Linked DNA regions of Arachis hypogaea: region 1 is linked to region 2. A link is a contact called in public Hi-C data. All regions are on one chromosome and are shown on one strand. Each heading gives the region's core, a stretch centred on a gene start, on an enhancer-like site or on the middle of the called end of the contact. The rest is flanking DNA. Distances are from core to core; before and after follow the strand shown.

What was found. A called contact is a pair of places that touch in the nucleus more often than the background predicts.
Region 1: a Hi-C map of leaf shows a contact between it and region 2, with 2.1 times the contacts expected there. The contact joins the enhancer-like site here to the promoter of LOC112715210 in region 2. A contact is called at or near these places in 2 of 8 Hi-C or Micro-C datasets (leaf and an unstated tissue).

What each region holds. Positions count from the first base shown.
Region 1 is chr10:14,195,620-14,200,736 of arahy.Tifrunner.gnm2.J5K5, forward strand. No RefSeq gene overlaps it. Among protein-coding and RNA genes, the nearest start is that of LOC112715212, 4.0 kb to the right of the region's middle. Within about 2 kb of position 2,877, at least 1 of the 3 cell types and tissues checked has open chromatin away from gene starts, as enhancers often do.
Region 2 is chr10:13,838,795-13,843,335 of arahy.Tifrunner.gnm2.J5K5, forward strand. It overlaps LOC112715210, which reads right to left and starts at 2,512. Exons shown (of 4, transcript XM_025766974.3): 1 at 1,847-2,512; 2 at 1,544-1,768; 3 at 577-957. The coding sequence starts at 2,392.

The DNA of each region.
Region 1 (5,117 bases), core at 1,627-4,126, 360 kb after region 2:
AATCCAATAGTAAAATAGCCACTTTAATTGTTCTTTATACCATTATTTATTATTGGACTTTTTGACAAAAAAAATCAATCTGACAATAATATTTTGCAGAAATTCACTTATCTTTTTACCTTGAGATTATTCAATACAAAATTTGACAGTAATTTTCTTAAAAAAATCCAATATTAAATCCAATAACATTAAACGCGTTTTCTACGATAGTTCGAATCACTTAATTTTATGTTATTATTGATGTATGACATGCCATCACTTTCGTTCACTAAAATAACAGACTTACTTAACAATTGAACACTTTTACCAAACTAATTAACCTTCCTTTCTCATTTTGATCTTTTCAAAATATCTTGTTAGCAATATATAATTTTATCCTTTAGAATTTTTATATAATATATAATACTACTTTTTAAATTTTAAAAATGAACTTCTTTTGTTTATCCTCCAAATAAAAGATTCAATTTTGGCCAAATAATACCGAAAAAAGAAATAACGTTTTGACTCTCAAAACTTATTCAAAACAAATGCACAATATTTTAGCCAAAAATATCAAACTACGCATCTATTTGATCTAGAGAGCTCCTGAATTTCATATTGAGGGAATTAAATTTTAATATACTCAAATAAGTCTTCGAAAAGATATTTTATAGGCCATTAAAAATTCTATTTTATTAGTAAATTTTTTTCTATGTAAGCATATAAAGAATTGTTCATAATTTAATTTTTTTTCTAAAATATGGCTTCCATATTTAAGGATTAAAATGTCATTTATTAGTTTTAGAGTCTCTTTTATCAAAATTGAATATTTTGTAATCAAAACTGTACTTTATTCAATTTTTAAATTATTTATATGCATGGCTCTAGCTATACTCCGGAGTAAGATTCTAAAATTAAAATTAGTTATTAAACCGTTTAAATTATTAATTTAAAAATTTAGAGATTCAATCGTGATTTAACTATAATATTATATTGTAATAAAATTTAATATTTATGTTATAAAATATAAGATAATAAAAAATAAATATTTTAACTTAAATTTAACAATAAAAATACTTTTAGTTTGCAAAATACACTATAATAGATCATAAATAAAGAGTTAAAGACATAATTAAATTAAAAGATAATATAATTCACAAAATAAGACTAAGTACAGAGAACAATAAAATAACATTTTGGTGGGTTCCTTTTAATAATATTAATGAATTATAAATTCCCATCAAAACCATAAGATTGACCGGAAAACATTTAACAGTTTGCAATAAAATTAACCTAAAAAAAGAAAATCCCAAAACAGAAAGAAACCTAAAAAGAAAGTATATACATGTGTTTTTTCTCTTTTATAGATAAATTACCAAATTTGTTCTAGTTTTTGAAGACATTAACAAAAATATCTCCACTTTTAATAACGATAAATATATCTTTAAAATATTATAAAATGTGATCAAAATAATTAATAAAAAATATTATTTTTATAATTGATAAATAACTTTTATATTAGACAAATTATTTATATATTTAATCTAAAATTTTATAGAAATAATTGGATAACTATTTAGAAAGTGTAAACAAAAAATCATATCCAAATTTAATATCTAGAATATTTTAACTTTTTAAAAATATTATAGCCTATTGACAAAAATCGGAAAAAAATTATATTTAGTATAAAATTACTATGTTTTAAGCATAAAAGTATCTCATTTTTAATTATGTTTATAAAAAATTACATCTATAATTTTTAAAGTATTTATTAAAAATATATATTTAATGTTAGATATTTTTATTATATTTTAAAATATATTAAAAATATTTTTGTCATCAGATAATATTTTGTCAGCTTCTATAAAAATTAAGGATAAATTTAGTAATTTCTCTTTATTTTATTAATAAGTAACCATGAAAAAGAAAAGCAGTGTGAAAAAATGTGAATTTAATGAGTTAAATTTTAAAATAATTTCTGAGATTAGCTTTGTGCACTAAAATCATTTTTGAGATTTTAATTGCACCAATTATATTTCTGAGATTGATAAAAGTGTACACATTAGTCCCTGACCTATTTTTCATTAACAACGTAATGACATGGCTTAATGACGTGGGCTGTTAGTGACACGTATCACTCCATGATTTGGCCACGTATAATGGTACGATGATGTGTTGATCATTGACACGTGACATGCTGATGTGGATGGTTGTGCCGCATGTCACAATGTTATTTGGTCATGTGTCTGTTTGTGCTGCGCGTCACAATAGTATTCGTCTCCGTGTCTTCTTATGTCATTATTGTAGATGCACTAAATTAGTCTCTCACTTTGCATTAAGTGACTCATTTTAATCCCTGAAATTGAATGTTGTACACCAAACTAGTTCATTCAAAGATATTGGAAATTTTGAATTTATAGAAAAAAAGAGAAAAAATTAGTGAAGGGAATAGTTGGTACACGACATGAATTTCAAGGACTAAAACGAGTCACTTAATGTAAAGTGAGTGACTAATTTGGTGCATCTACAATAATGACATAGCAGATGATACGTGGGCGAATATTATTGAGACACTTGACACAGACCAACACATAACCCAAATAGCATTATAAAAAGTGGCACAACTGTCTATGTCAACATGCCACGTGTTACTGGTCAACACATCATTATATCATTATATTTGCCCAAACCATGGAGTGAAATAGTCTATATCATCAAGCTATGTCATCACGCTATTAACATAAAATAAGCCAGGAATTAACATAATACATTTTTGTCAATTTTAGAAACGTAGTCAGTACAATTAGAATTTTAAAAATAATTTGGATGCATGATACCAATTCCAAGAACTCTTTTGGAATTTAACTCGAATTTAATAGACCTTAATTCCATACAGTGTTGGGCTATTGGCTAACTCACGAAACTCCTTCTTCAGCCATTAACCAATTCCTTAGACCGTCTTCAACAATAGAAAAACCAATGTTTTAAACACTGAACCCAATCAGTTGATTCAAACGGGTTAATTGAAAATTCACCTTCTAGAAGTCTAGTCCAATTCATACATAAAATAGATTTGCAAAAAGTCAAGTAAAAAAATTGATCAAATTTATAGTATACTAACCAACTGGTTAAACTAGCACAAATTTTTTCGATTTAGATCTTATAAAAAAATTATACCAAAATATGACAAATTTAGAACTTTAAAACTGCAATCTCATAATTACAAATAAAATTAATACGACAAATCTTTTTTTTATAGTTAGGTTCTTTGCTGATAGATCTTCTTTTGGCACATCTGCTTCTGCCTTTAGGAACGAACCTAAGTAAAACTTAAAGGAGGCACTTACCCCACTAGATTATGAAAAAACTTTATAATTATATTTTTTTTTTGACTTAAAATTAATAATTATATTTATACATACATATATATATATATATATATATATATATATATATATATATATATATATATATATATATATATGTCACCATTGATATGTTAATTTTGCTCCCATAATAAATTTCAAAAGATCTTTTTGAAGTTTATGTTTTTAAAAAAATTGTATTTTATTAAACTTAGGCAATAATATTTATCTTATTAAATTTTATTTAGTATAAAACTAAAAAATAACTAATAAATTAACATAATAATTAAATATTAATATATTAATAGGTATTAACGTGGCTATTTATTTATTTTTTTATTTATTAAATGTGTATCAAAATAATAAAAACAGAATTAGTTATTATGACAAATTACTTATAATTTAATTAAGAGATTTTGAGTCAAATCCTGAAATTAATTAGCCAAAAAAATGTTTTATTTTTATATATTATATATAAAGAGATGGTAGTTTAGGAAAAAAACTTGTACAAATAACTTTTTCTAATTTTCATATTCCATTATATATAATATAAATATGGACATTTGATAAAAATTATATTGTTGTATTTTTATTCTTACTACTAAAATTTTTTGGGTTTATTACTGTCCGTTTCTATCCAGATATAATTCACTATCACTACGCTAGTTCATTGTCTTCTGGTGGTTCACAATAACCACTATGGCGGTAGATCAAGGCGTAACGATAATGAAAGTAAAGTAACAAGATCGTCCTGTGTTGTTGGCAATGGTGCAACATTTGACAATGAAAGTAGAGTATAGGAGGCGACGACGAAGGAGATATAACATTAGAACTTGGCTTGTAGAGAAAAATAGATGACAGTCGAAGAGATTATAATTTAAAATCTTTTTTAGGTTAAAGAGTATTATAAGAATTTAGAAATAGCTATTAATAATTGGCATTAAAATATATTAGGAATATAAAATCTTAAATTAATTGATATTAAATTAGTAGAATTTCAAAAATAATAATTAATTGGTAATTGTGTTAATTGTTAATTAATTAAAATTAAAATATTAATTTTAGATATTTAAAACTTTTATTAATACCTTAAATAATTTTATTATTTATTTAAACTAGTTCAACTATATTTGAATTTTGGTCTTTGAACCAATTCTTTGGTTGGTTTACTAATCGCTCAGGATTTTAGAATAACCAACAACGAAGCAAGCAAGTATATTGTATACATATTTTTTTTTTTTCATCTTTAATATCGGTACCACCTCAAATTTCACGAATTAATAGCATTTTTTAATAGACTATCTCTCAACTCTAACCTCATCCTTATCACTACACATCTGATATAGAGTATCGATTCTTCTCCTTCGAATTTCGGCTGTGATGGATTTGGTTAACTGTTTGGATTTTAGTTTCGCCAACGATTTTTCTTTTGACCAGCGGGTTTGGTTCAATTTTTATAACAAGAATAAACTATTAAAATAAATATCGAAAATCTATACCGCTGACAAAATAATTCTTAAAAATGTAAACTCCAATTACATCTTTAAATAATTTAAAAATATGACAAAAATAACTAATAACTATTATATTTTTTATAAATAACAAAAAAATTTTTATATTTAATAAATGACTTATTCATTTGATCCGATTTTCACAACAATATTTGAATAAATATTTTATAAATGCACAAAAATGTCGAAATAAAATTTGATCTCAATTTTTTTAGTTTTTAAGATAATTTGATCATTCATAATAAAAATAGCATTACAATTT
Region 2 (4,541 bases), core at 1,262-3,761:
ATTAGTGATTACTAGGAATGGCAACTGATGACAATGGTCATTTGTGCACATTTACACACCCAAAACAAAAACATGAAATGGTTGTGCACTCATGCTATCCACCTTTAACCACTTGCAATATCCTTATCAATTTTGGCAGAATGGCAGGTAGATCGCTAATAATGATCAGACTTTTGTGGAGTCAAGTCACAAATCGTCAAAATCCTATTTCTATGCAATTCTAAAGTGGCACATGTCTCTTTACACCTCTTTCCAAAACTGTGTATGTTGGCTCCACAACTTCTAAATAAGTTTCAACTTTCAACCATACTAGATAAAAACTGAAGATAAAGTAAAGAGGGCCAACAAACACTGTAACATTGTGAATGCGCCAGGCATATACAATCCAAGATTCCTAACTTTTAAGGTTTTTGTTACTTAAGTTTAAAAATTCAGTGTAATCACAAGAACTGCCAAAACTTTCTAGTTAAACAAAGAAAAAGTTAAATGAACTAGCAAATCTTTCTAGTTGTACCAAAAAGACAAAGTTAGTTAGCTACAAGTAAACAATATAAATATAGTTAGATATGCCCATACCTGGAGAAGCTGCAATTGTTCTAAGCACTTTGAATCAATTCGTGGATCAGTTGGAGAGGATAACTGATTCGATAGCTGTGCAGGTTTGTCAACAGAATTTCCCATGCCTTCACTAAATATTGTGGCAAGTTGCTCCAGTGGCTTCAAGCACACAGCAATTACTCTTTTGTAAGTCTCACCAGTTTCTTCAAAAAATGCTGCACGCCTCCAAGTGTCAACATTTTTTTCGCATACCATACAGAGATCAAGATACGCAAGATAGCGTAGAAGAGATGTTGGATCACTCTCCTCCAAAGCTAAAAGGAGATGTTCAGTTGGATTTGTTTCTGCTGCTGCTGAACCTTTTGGAGGTGCAAATATGGATCTCTTTGTATGTAAAACCTACATAGCAATCAACAGAAACTTCAATCAGTAAGCAATAACGTTTTCCTTAATAAAAAAGACCCAGAATTCTATAACTAGTCACTAGTTCAAGGATACATATATACAGAGCTGATTACAAGTTTTTTAGAGGACAGAGTAATGCATGGCTGCTTTCAGAGTTATTTCTTTATTAATATATCACATATATTTAGTCATGAGTCACTGTGCATCTTATAATTTTCTGCAATTCCTGCATTACACAGTGAGAAGACACGACTTACATGAATGTGTGCAACTGTTTGAGTCAATAAAACATCTCAGATATAATGCTAAAATATGCTGCGTAGATCAGAATCCAATTCTAATATAGAAGAGAGATCCTAAATATCATATCTGAAGAGATATTATACATATCATGATGCTGGCACAGCATATTACTGACAAACACAAACTAGTTGAGACAAATGTGCAAATACAATAATATTGGGTTCATTAACGAAACAAAGTTACGCATCTAAATGACTAAAACCAAATGAATTACTAATATTTATAAGTAACTTGAAACAGTTAACAAATACATAAGAAGCATGTTGCAGAAACCAACCCGGTGCAAGTGATGAGTCAATTCCCAACAGAAGAAGATAGCAAAAGTGGCAATAGAAAAGACGATCTGCTCGGTGAAGTATCTCTGTAGTGAAATGATGTACTTAAATGGATGTGGGAGAAGCTCTAATAAAATAGCTGAGAAGACGGAAGCCACAATGGAAAGCTTGAGAGCGCGCCTACCAGCCGAAGGAACTCCCATTTTGAAGCTGAAGTAAGGTGGCCGCTGCACAATCAAAAGCAGTTATAGACAGAAACGCATTAAGAAGCTTTAAGTGAGGGAGATAGAGATAGAGAAAGTGACCTGAATGATGGGAAACTCCAAAACCCATCGACGCTTCAAAACGTAATGCAAACCAAAAAGTAAACCAACGAAGAAACCCCTCAACCCGACCCTTCCAATCATCCAAAAGCCCTCACCAATGGCTTGAAGCCCGCATAGGGACACCGCTGCCGCCAGACCAGAAGCTGCGGAGGCGGCCGCGAAGAGCACGAATGATAAGGAAACCTTAGCACGGGCGCGAAAGTGGGCGGAGTCGGGTGTGGCGGAGTCGGAGGGGATGAAGAGGAAGCGGAGGAGATGGGCAGCGAGTTGAAGAGGGGGGGCGGGGCGGCGGGGGTGGGGGGAGGCGATGAGGGAGAGAGTGGAGGAGAAAAGGAGGAGGGAGAAGTGGAAGGTGAGGAAGGAGAGGGAGGAAGTGAAGAGTGGCCAGAAAGAAGAAGAAGAAGAGAGGAAGGGTTTGAAGAGGAGGAAGATGAGGGTTGAGGGTATGGATTGCCAGATCAAGAAGCTCATGAAACGATTCTTCAGTAACACCTCCGGAGACGACATTGACATTGACATTGACATCTTCTACTGCTCTGCTCGAATGATTTTCAAATTAGCTTTGTATCCAACCGCCCCTTACCCCTACCACTCCTCTTTCTTCTTTTTTCTACTACTCTAGAAAGTATATATGAGAATCGAATCGGTTATCAACCCATTTTAGTCGGTGATTTATTAGTTCAATTCATGGTTCAATTGAAAAAATAGTTTTAAAACAAAATAATAAATAAATTATAAATAAATATTTTAAAATATAATTATAGTCTAAACTAAATTTTAAAATATTTTTTAAATTTAAAATATTATATAAAATATCATTAATTAAATCTATATAATCTTGTTAAAATACAAACACAAAATTTTAAATGGTTTTAAATAATTATTATTCCTACTACGGTCAAACACAATATTTTCATAAAATCCTTAAGATCGAAAAACCATAACACTAGTACTCTTTTGGTTGGTATTAGAAAACAAAACTTTAATCCTCTCAATACAGTAATTCCACATCAGATTCAAAGCAAGTAAAACCAAGGAATTCTAAATGTATATTCTAAGAAATGATGAATAAACCAAACGTGAGAGCGGTTTTCACGTAAACTAAAAGTTAGTTGACAGAGTTACATAATATAAAGCTGTCAAAATTATTATAACTAACTACATACATCAACTAAGAAGTAAGAACTTTAATCCTTTAGTCCTTCAAAACAATCAATTAAATATAATTTATAGTTCAATGAAGCCCTGTTTGCACTACATTACAAATGTTGAGTAATTATTTTGTCGATTTTTAGCAAATCGATGGTAGTTCGATTTTAATGGTCTGTGTGCGAAATTTACTCTTCTTTGCTGGTACTAATTCTTCTAAAAGTGCATCAAAATGTTTTCTATTAGATAAGTTTTAAGAATAAAAAAATTAATTAAACTTTGTAAATTGAAGAAGTCATAAAAAAGAAATAAAATTTTCAAAAGAAAAATCAATTATAAATAAAAAATAACTTGCATTGAAATTTAAAAGAAAATAATAAAATGCCTTTGATTAGAGCAAAGGACTTCAACATGAAAGATTTAAATGCAAAAGAATAAATTGAACAATGAAAATAAAAAGAACTTAGAAAATAAAATTACTTAAAATGTTAAATTTGCCTAAAAGTAAATTAAAAGAGTGAAAAGATGGAAGGAACCCTACAGAAAAGTTACTCGATTGCAGACTCGAGAATTCACTGGGATGTGAGTGTGCTTGAGTGTTTTTTCTGAGTAAAAGTTCCAACCCTTATTCCCTAACGCTTCCTAATATTTATAATCTATCTTTCGTAACTGACAATTAATTACAATCAATTACGAAATTACAGTTTTGAATGCAATCCCTCTTGGTAATCGTTTCCACCGCTTGATTATAGACATTTTCCATAATTTCCTCGCGTGATAAAAGCCCTAACTGTTCCACTACCATGACTGTTCGATTCGTCTATCGAATGTCTTATTCGATTATTTATCTCGAGTCTCTTTATTCAATTAGGCTTATTCGATCACTAAGTCAATCGAAGTCCAATCTGCGCCAATCACTTCCAACCTCACACTTACTCGTACATCTTTCTCGAGACATTGTCTCTGACTTGCTCCGAATCAATTTACTTTCATCGAAAATATTTTTCGATCAACAAATTGCCCCCTTAGATTAATGTATTTGCCTTCGATAACATTATCGGAAGATAAAATACTTAATCCAAAATTGAAAACGTCAATTTTCAAATCAGTAATAATTATTATTAAAACTCCCTATTAATATTGACTCACTTGACACGTCTCCCGAAACTAGCGCTTTCTCTCTCCGCCATTTCATCTTCCTCACAAAGTTACCTCTATTCGCATCCTTTTCACAATAATAGCTACAGTAACACTTTAAATTCATCACTCTCTCTTTTGCTCAAATCTTTCGAAACTCAGTTTTCTTTGAATCTTCCTTACACCAAGAACTTCCCCACAAAAATCCTCAATCTTTAATCTTCTTTTTCTCCAATCACCAAAGGCTTGTTTCTCTTCTCATGCTGCCACTCAAGATAAGGGCAAAGGTCCTGCAGTTACACCATCAAGTCAATGATGAAGTCATTGGTGATCCCCATTTGCAAGTTAATGATACCAGAATTTTAATCCCTTTCACAATCGGTGCAGA